Regions from separate parts of the Mus musculus genome. Here region 2 is linked to region 1. Evidence: chromatin contacts called from public HiChIP or PLAC-seq data. All regions are on one chromosome and are shown on one strand. Each heading gives the region's core, a stretch centred on a gene start, on an enhancer-like site or on the middle of the called end of the contact. The rest is flanking DNA. Distances are from core to core; before and after follow the strand shown.

Region 1 (4,687 bases), core at 852-3,351:
CATCTGTCATGAGGGGAGGCTGACAGGAGAATCCTGGAAAGCTCAGGGGCCAGGTAGCCTGGTGGTCACAGGGATGCACAGCGAGAGATACGGCCTTAAAAGCACGTTGGGAAGCAAGGAGCAACACCCAAGGCTGTCCTCTGACTCCCACATGTGAGCCCACGCTAACTGAACACACACACATCTGGACATGTATGTACATGTATAAAAAGGGAAAACTGATAGATATTGTCTCAGAAGTAGTTTTTGTTGATTTTTAAATTTGTGGGCACGTGCTTTAATTCTCAAGGTAGAGTTAAGTAATAATAATGATTTTGAGATTTATAAAGAGCCCAGTTCAGAGGAGATAGCATCTTTGCATGGTTACAAGTTTCAGATCAATCCTTGCCCTGCCCTGTGGCTGCCTGCAGTGTGGTTGCGGTGTCAGTTGTGAGGGGAAGAGAGCATGCTCATTCGCCATTGCCATCAGACGTTGCGCTAAATGTATAGCACAATCCTGACGGGCTGTTTCGCCTTTCACAATAGTCTTATCGGGTATGAAGGGCTAAGAGATGCTCGAACTCCCTCACATCACACAGCGGACAACTGGAGTGCCAGGCCTTGAAGCCTGCCTTGAAGCCAGGCAGGCTGAATTCATTCAGAGCCCAGGTATTTAACCAACATGCCATATACTAATCTGACTAAATTGATTCAGTGTCCTGATAGGGTATTTTGAAAGTAAGATATTCCAGCAGGGTATGGTAGTGCATGACCTTAATCCCATTGCCCAGCAGGTAGAGGCAGGAGGATCTCTCTAAGTTTGAGGCTAGCATAGTCTATATAATAAGTTCTAGGACAGCCAGGACTATGTAGAGAGAGACCCGGTCTCTGTCACCATAGTGATCAGGTATACTATCCACTGTGATGGTAAGCCATCATGGTCACTGTGGTGGTCAGTCATTGTCATTGAGGTTATCATTTGTAGTGTTCATTGTGATGGTCAGTCATGGTGGTCACTGTGGCGGTCATTGGCTGTGTCCACTGTATATGTAGACAGTACAAGTGATCTTGGTTTCCTCCTTTAAACTTTCCCAGGGATATTTACTGACCTAACACTCAGAAATAGAGCTTTAGCATATCCTGCCCAGGCCTATGCTTTGACCCCTTTGGGGCTTCTTTACAGCCCCCAGGACCAAGTTCAGTTTCATATCAGCCCACATGAGGCCCTGCAAGAATTCCAGCCTGTTCCTGGTCATCACTCTGCTGCTCCTGGCCTCTGCTCCGTCTTCAGATGCGCCATCACTAAACTTGGCTTTAGCACATGCTGGCCTCTCTTCCCAGAAACTTCCATTCTCTTCCTGTCCCTTTCAGGGCTACATTCTCCTTGTCCCTGCTCAGATGTCACTTCCTGTGCATGTCCTTATGGACCTTCCAAGTCTAGATACCACAGGAGTAATGACACAGGACACTGTGATAGTCAGGTCCCTTGGTACACTTATACCAATAAATGGCATTAAATTAATCTCAGCTGAGACAGGAGCCCGCACGGTGAGCACTCTGAAACTGCTGTCACACCGCATGCCAGGCCGAGTGAATGGCCCATAAAATGGCCACATAATCCTGTTGGATCAGGTGGATAGAGAGGGAGAAATCTGACACAAGGAAGTTAAGAAAGTTAGTCAGGCCGGGCAGTGGTGGCACTTGCCTTTAATCCCAGCACTTGGGAGGCAAAGCAGGTGGATCTCCAAGCTCAAGGCCAGCCTGGTCTACAGAGCAAGTTCCAGGGCATCCAGGGCTACACAGAGAAACCCTGCTTCAAAACAAACAAATGAACAAACAAACAAAAAGAGGGGGAGAAGGAGCAGGAGGAGGAGGAGGGGGAGGGGAGGGGAAGGGGAGGAGGAGAAGGAGGAGGGGGAGGGGGAGGAGGGGGAGGGGAAGGGGAGGAGGAGCAGGAGGAGGAGGGGGAGGGGAGGGGAGGGGAAGGGGAGGAGGAGAAGGAGGAGGGGGAGGAGGAAGAGCAGGAGGGGGAGGAGCAACTTGTTCACTGCCTCAGATAGTAAATGGTCGGTTGTAGTATCTACACCTGAATCTGCAAATTCCTAGCCCAACCCTTTGGCCTCTGGTCACCATGTTGTAATGACTTTTTTTTTTTTTTGAGACAGACTAGAAATTATTTAGTTTGGAGAATAATGATCTGAAGGATGTCCTTTGGAAGTTGATGACTTAACAGAAGAAAGTTCTAGGTGCCTCAGAGGAGTGGGCACCGACACTCCCCAGGACAGAGCTGGTGAGATCCTGACAAAGCCTCCAGGAGGATAGAGTCCATCTGTAAGGAAAGACTGACTGGGGTGGCTGCAGTGGATTGAATACGAATGGCCCCCAGAGGCTCAGATTTGAATGCTTAGTCATCAAGGAGTGGCCCTACCTGAGAGGAGTTAGGCTGTGTGTCCTTGTTGAAGGAAGTGTCTCACTGCGGGTGTGATAAACTCTTGAAAAGCTTATTCCAAACCCTGTGCTATTCTTGTTTCCAGCTGCCTGCGGATCTGGATGTAGTGTTAATCCTAGTGGGGAAACCCCCACCCAATTCCCAATTCGGCGTGCACCCAAAAAATCACGAAGGACCATCTCTTGATGTAATGACGGAGCTCCGGACCGACATGCATCCCACACAGGAGATAACGGATGTCGGCCACGAGGCTCGAAAGCTAGGGGTTTTTATGGGGTAAGGGGCTTAGGGGTGTGGAATTCAGCATAGTGACACACTATTGGCTTATTCAAACATTAACAGAAAGATTACAGGGCATCAGGACTTTGTTCCTGTGGGCTGGGGGCTTATCTTGTTCACATAGCAACCAGTTGATGTATGACTTTACCCGGCGTCAAGGGGCAGTAGACAGAGGGGAGGTTCTGGCCAGGTGGTGTTGACCCAGACAAGATAGCCCTGCTTGTACAATCAAGCTGTTCTTAGGACTGTCTTAACAACAGCCCTGTCTGTTCTGCTTTGTTCTCGGCCCCAGGTAGGGGCTCATAGACAACTCTTTTACATGAATCACAAGATACAAAATCTCATTTTCTTTCAGTAGAACTTGCTGTGGTCTAGGTCAAATGTTAAGGCCCTGTTCCCTGTCTAGCCTGCCACTTTGTGCTGTCACTAATATTATAAGGAAACTTTCTCCTGTGCTGTTAAGGCTGTTACTAGAATGTTCTGTGCTTTGGCGTTCTTGGAAACCAATCACAACAGAAGTCAGGATTGCTTTGTATAGTTAGTCACAATAAGCTTGGACCTGAACCAACCACCCAGCAGCACTTCCTGCACCTGTGTATAAGATTTTATTGTATTTGCGTTTATAAGCTGCCCCTGGGATAGACCACAACATAATAGAGACCCTTGCATTAATATAAAAAACTATTTGGGATAATAAGACTCCTGTTTTCAGTAAGGGTCAAGTAGAGTTAGAGTTCCCTAGAGCTCCCTGGGCACTGACATCCTACTTGGCAAAAAGAGACATGTATGTGGGTGCCTTAGTTATGGTTTTACTATGGTGGCAAGATACCATGACCAAGGCAACTCTTATAAGGACAACATTTAATTGAGGCTGGCTTACGGGTTCAGAGGTTCAGTTCATTATCACCAAGGTAGGAGCATGGCAGCATCCAGGCAGGCATGGTGCAGGAGGAGCTGAGAGATTTGCCTCTTCATCTCAAGGCCACTAGGAGAAGACTTAGTTCCCACATGGTTAGGAGAAGGTGGTTAGGGGTGGTTCTCATTGCCCACCCCCACAGTGACACACTTCCTCCAACAAGGCCACACCTCCTAATAGTGCCAGCCCCTAGGCCAAGCATATTCAAACCACCACATTGGGTAACTGAAATCCTGGTTGGTAAGTAAAGGCATGCATGTCCGACAAGTCCCATCCTGATTGACAAGTTAAGACACGAACATTAGACAAGGCAAACCCCCTACCACAGTTGAATATCCTAACCAATGGGAACAGGACAAATGCACACCAAAGATAGAAAACCCCCTACCTCTAAATCCTCATTGGTGAAGTAACTTGACACAGATGGTTGTAGATCTCAGGCCTAAAATGCCCCGAAGGATATTAACTCAATGTCCCAGTTCAGCCTCTGAGTCTAAACCATGGCCCTGATCAATCAGCTCTGGGAAATAGGCTCAATAAACCAACTCTATCTGACTGAGACCAGTGTCGGTGTGGTTCGTGAGGCAACTCCTCCTGGACCCCAACAGAACTCTCAGCGACTTCTGCCTGTGCGCCACCATGCTCCCCGCCATGACATCAATAGACTTAAATGTCTGGGCCTGCAATCAAGCCCCAGTTGTTGTGGGTTTGAATAAGAATGCCCCCATAGGCTCCTATGTTTTAGTGTCTGGTCACCAAGAGGTGACACTGTTTGAAAGGATTAGAGGTACGGCCTTGTTGGAGAAAGTGTATCCCTGATGGTGGACTTTTAAGTTTCAAAAGCCCAGAGTATCTTTCTCTCTCTCTGCCAGCACTTAAATGCTTTCTTTCATAAGATTTTGCTGTAGCCATGGTGTCTCTTCATGCGATAGAACTGTGACAAAGTGCAGGCCCACCACTTTGGTGGCTGTACTGGCTGGTTTTGTGTGTCAACTTAACACAAGCTGGAGTTATCACAGAGAAAGGAGCCTCCCTTGAGGAAATGCCTCCATGAGATCCAGCTG
Region 2 (4,687 bases), core at 906-3,405, 470 kb before region 1:
TCTCTCTCTCTGTGTGTCTTGAGGAGGTACACAGTGCAGGTGTAGAAGTCAGAGAATAGCTTGTGGGAGTTGGACCTCTTCTACTGTGTGGGTCCTGGGGAGCAAACTCAGGTCATCGGGCTTGGCAGCGGGAGCGGTTACCCAGTGTGCCATCTCTTCAGGCACCACAGTTTAACTTCCAGAGAGCAGAGTGATGGGGGTAGGCATAAAAGACACCCAGAGGCTTAGCCAGGGGTTTTCACCTTTGAAGCCTGTACCTTTTGGAATGTGTAGAATATTTTCAGTTCAAGGTGTGAGTCTCTTCTCTCAAATCAGCATGCTGAACAGCACCAAGAAGAGGAAATATATTGATGTCTTTGTAGCTACTAATGAGACCTCCTCCGGGCATTTTTGGGGGGCGGGTGTGTGTGTGGGGGGTAGCTCAAGCAAGCTGGGAACCCTGGGTCTCTGCCCCACGGGGAGTTTACTTACTGGGTCACTGGCAGTGTCCAATGAGTGATAGCTAAAGTCAGGACTGTTTGCCCTGGGGCCTGAAGCTCAGGGAACAGGTTGCTTGTGTTCCTGATCATGCCTCAGAGGAGGTACAGGCCTCCTCAGGGCTCATGAAGAGAGGAGGGGAGGGGGAAAGGGAGGGAGAAGGAGAGGGAGGGAGGGAGGGAGGGAGCTAAGTGGGGTTTCCAATCCCACCCTTCAGGGACTGGATAGCTCAGGGTCTGGGTGGGTGGGAAAGACCCTGGCAGTCCGTGATGATGAGAGGGCACAGATGGTCTTAACTGGAAATAGTAATGCTTTCATTAATCATGGCTAGATTGATACTCCAAATTCCTTCCTGCTTGTCATCCTCTTCCGGTCCCTTCTTGCACTCTGGGCTCCTTCTGCCATGCTTTTGGGAGGTTGGAGTTGGGGGTGAACCTTTTCCGGGAATCTGTAGCTGCACCCCAGCTCACCCCCCTCACCCCACTTCCCCCCTCCTCAGTGGGCTCGAAGGAAAGACCGCTGACTTTGCAACCCACAGGCCCAGAATGTCCCCATCTATGGCACGCTGTTATGCTTCGAGGACACAGGACTATGAACTCGAAATTGTCTCGCCTTTGTCTCCTCCTGGCAGGTCTTTAGAGCTCGGGGAAACAGTGGAGCGGTACAAATCGCAGTGGCGTGGTAAAGCCCCCCTTACTCCTGATGGGCCTGCCTGACTCATATCCGTTTCCCTGGCAAAAAATAAGTTTTTGTTATTGCTGGCTTGGCAGAAGCACGGAAGAGTGCGCGAGGATCTACTGCCCCATGCATCACTGGCCAAATTGCCTGAGAAATCCCAGCTCCAGAACTTTTCATCGTTGGCTGTGATGTACTGAGCAGAACGGCAGCTCCATTTCCCCAGCGTGGCTCAGCGACGCTGGCACTTAGCAGATCCGCTCTGCTTGCAACTCCCAGCAAATATGGCCTTTCCTCTCCCTTCCCCTCCCCGTGGCCCTTTTTGCCCCTCACCCTTTATCTTTCCCATCCCCCTGTCTGCTCATCAACCCCCTCCCTGCTTCTACCCAACAGAGCCATAGCTGGAGAATCAGGAGGAGGCCCACAATGTCATTTCCCCATCACTCTGCAGACGATTCCACACTAATGTTCTTTTAATGCTGTGATGCTGCACTAATTAATAAGCATCCTGCACAGAGGCCTCGCTCAACTCTCCTCCCCTCTCCTCCTCTCCCCTCCCCGCCCTTCCCCAGCAGCCAAGGAGAAGGCCTCCTGCCTGACATCCTGGCAGGCTGGCAGCAGAGAAAGGATTTCACTCCTCTACCTGAGCTGCCTGATATTGCTATGAGAGATAACTGTATACGAACCAATAATCTAGCCTGACAATCCAATTTACTGACCAATAGCGCACAATCCACCATGTCATCGGCCGTGGGGAGGCCCATAAATTAGTTCCTAGTAATTTATTCTGATCAATAGAATGGGCAAAGTCACTTGTCTCTTTAATCAAAGGCCTCAGAGATGTCAGTGCGGGCTGCTGTGTGGGAGGGAGCCAGGGGGCCGTGGGTTCTTGGCACCACACCCCTCACCCCTAGCTCCCAGAGCCCGGCAGAAAGCCTCTAAATAGGGATGGTATGGGAGCTATCTGTGGTCCGGGCTGCCTATCTCAAGCAGAAACATGCTCTTCAAAGAAGCCAAGGGCAGGGGTGACCCAGATTGTGGTAAACAAGAGTTGTGCTGACTCAAAGGACATCATATCTCTTTGGAATGTTTAGAATCTTCCTCCCTATCACAGGAAGCCCCCAGTCCTTGTACTGGCTGTAAAGAGAAGATTCCCAGGCCGTGGGAATGTGCCTTTCCAAAGCCTGCTATGTAGATATTTTCCCACCAGGCCTTTGGAGGCTTAGCAGGACAGAAAACGAACTCTGAACTTCAGTCTTTCTCTGGGGCACTTTGCATCGAGAGAGGAAATCCACAGAACACAAGTTATCTGCCTTATCTGGCCCTAAGAGAGGTCGAGGTTCACACTCCAGCCCCAGGATGTCACACATTCTTGAGAGGGCTATTACCTGAGACATTCTTACTTGCCTGTTAGAGCAACAGCTTTCAGCGCCCACCCCCCCTCTTGGATAGCTCATGCTGTCATCAGCCAGGAGCCTCAAGCCCCCTCCCCCCCATTCTTTCATGTGAGGTCTAAAAATTTCACAAAGGCATGGGGGAGGGGGAGCACTCTTGTGAAATCTGATCAGTAGGGAGGCTGAGACAGGAGGATTGAGATTAAATATTAATTTATAAAGTAATTCTATATCATTTGATTAAGTTACTAAAGCCTCGTACTCTTCTGAAGTAGATACTGTTATTAGTCCCACTGAGTCAGAGTGTAAACAGCTTGCCCCAGGCCTCACAGCTAGGATCTGGTTGAGCAGGAACTGAAAGCCAAACCCTCTGGCTCTTATCCATCAGGCTAACGTGGAGGCAGAGGGAATTTCCCTCACCCCATCTCTGCAGGGTCAATATTTTAGTCTAGGAAGCAAACTGACAATAAACACCCACGGAAGAGATGCAAATGTATTCCAGGCACAAGAACAAGAGGCAAAGAGAATCTAAGGTTAAAAGAGGGGGCCAGATTGGGTTGGGGAGACTGATGGTTTCAAATATGCAGAACCCACAGGAAAAAAGCCACCCATAGCACCGATGCAACCCCAGCACCCCAGGTATGTGTATGGGGAAGAAACAGGAAGATTGCGGAGGTGTGCTTGTGTGAGCGATTGCCTGCGAGGATGACCATGCACCATGTTCCTGCCTGCGGAGAGCAGCTGAAGACTCTGAAGCAGGTGAAGACATCCAACCCAGAGGCATCAGAGCCCCTGAAATTGAACTACATTTGTGGGTGCTGCAAATTGAACCCTGCAAAAGTAGAAAGCACTCTCCTCTCCTGAGGTAGCTCTCCAGGCCCTCACTGGGGCTTTCTGGCCCCCAGCCCAGCAGTTAGTCTCAGTGAGAGAGAGAGATCCTGTCTCAGGGAGTAAGTTAGAGAGTGATAGAATAGGAGGCCTGTCATTGTCCTCTGTCCCCAGCCCCCTTCACAGGCCCACACACACTGAGTTCCAGGGGACAGAATGGTTTGATGCACACATACTAGTTATTTCTGCCATGGGGCCAGGGTTGGCCTGGGACTTCCTAGGTAGTTTAAGGCATACCTTGAACTCCTGACACTCCTGCCTCTGCCTCCTATATGATAGTATTACAGACATGTGCCACCATGCCCAGCTTACATTTACATAAAATATAATTAGCAAATGAATCCGTAATATGCTTAGAAGAATACTGACACAGAGTAAAGGTTATTTGAAGTGTTTTTGGTATAAACACATTCACAGCGATCAAGGGACAACATTACTGGGACTCTCTGAAGATACAGCAAGTCCTTGAGATGCTCTGCCTCCCCTTCACTCCTTGTCCTCCAAATAGATAAAGAATGGTCAGCCTCTGCTATCTCCCTGGAGTAGAAGAGAAAGTTCAAATGCTTCTCCCAACGTGTATTCCCTCTTCCAGGCCCTGGGGGAGCGCCAGTGCATTGGCCTTGGGGAAAGAGACCAATCTTGCTCTAGAGAGAACAAGCTTGTCCTCCTTGGTGGGAGGGAAGGTCAGCCTGGGGGCTGTGGTGGCTGCAGCGACTTGGCGAAGGACACCATACTCTTTGACATAAGCGGGATGTAGAAGATAGCAGAGTTTTGTAAAGAACCAGGAGTCAAAGGCTGGTTACCTTGGGTCCCCCTTCTAGCTCTGCCACTGACTATGGGACCTTGGCCAAGTCACTTCAGGTCTGACCTTGGTTCTGTATTTGAGGCAGAAAAGAATGGGGGACAAAGACCTTACAAGTCTCCCACCTGACATTGTGGAGTTCTGTGTGAGGCTGTGCAGATCTTTTAGGTTTTCCCTGAGCCTCCTCTATCCTGCCCCACTCCCCGCACCGTAACATCAGCAATACAGGGAAAGCCAGGATGTGTCAGACTATTATAGTCACCAAGTGCAACAGATATCATTTCTGAAACTGGAGTATGGGGAAAACCAATTGCCTTAGGACAGAGGTCCTCTTCTCTTCTCTTCTCTTCTCTTCTCTTCTCTTCTCTTCTCTTCTCTTCTCTTCTCTTCTCTCTCGCTCTCTCGCTTTCTCTTTTTGAGACAGGGTTTGTGTTTCTCTGTGTAGCTCTGG

Evidence for each region. HiChIP or PLAC-seq counts read pairs in DNA pulled down with a chosen protein or histone mark.
Region 2: an H3K27ac HiChIP or PLAC-seq map of extraembryonic endoderm stem cells shows a contact between it and region 1, with 5 times the contacts expected there. The contact joins two enhancer-like sites. A contact is called at or near these places in 4 of 484 Hi-C or Micro-C datasets (the Ba/F3 cell line, the N1E-115 cell line, nephron progenitors and 1 more), 4 of 115 datasets of contacts at active chromatin or transcription factors (embryonic stem cells, extraembryonic endoderm stem cells, pancreatic cancer cells and 1 more) and 1 of 9 other capture datasets (embryonic stem cells).

Annotation. Positions count from the first base shown.
Region 1 is chr19:44,425,270-44,429,956 of GRCm38.p6, reverse strand. No RefSeq gene overlaps it. Among named protein-coding and RNA genes, the nearest start is that of Scd1, 20 kb to the right of the region's middle. Within about 2 kb of position 2,101, at least 10 of the 459 cell types and tissues checked have an H3K27ac peak or open chromatin away from gene starts, as enhancers often do. A contact at or near this core is called in extraembryonic endoderm stem cells and trophoblast stem cells, where this site is marked.
Region 2 is chr19:44,897,094-44,901,780 of GRCm38.p6, reverse strand. No RefSeq gene overlaps it. Among named protein-coding and RNA genes, the nearest start is that of Slf2, 32 kb to the left of the region's middle. Within about 2 kb of position 2,155, at least 76 of the 459 cell types and tissues checked have an H3K27ac peak or open chromatin away from gene starts, as enhancers often do. A contact at or near this core is called in extraembryonic endoderm stem cells and trophoblast stem cells, where this site is marked.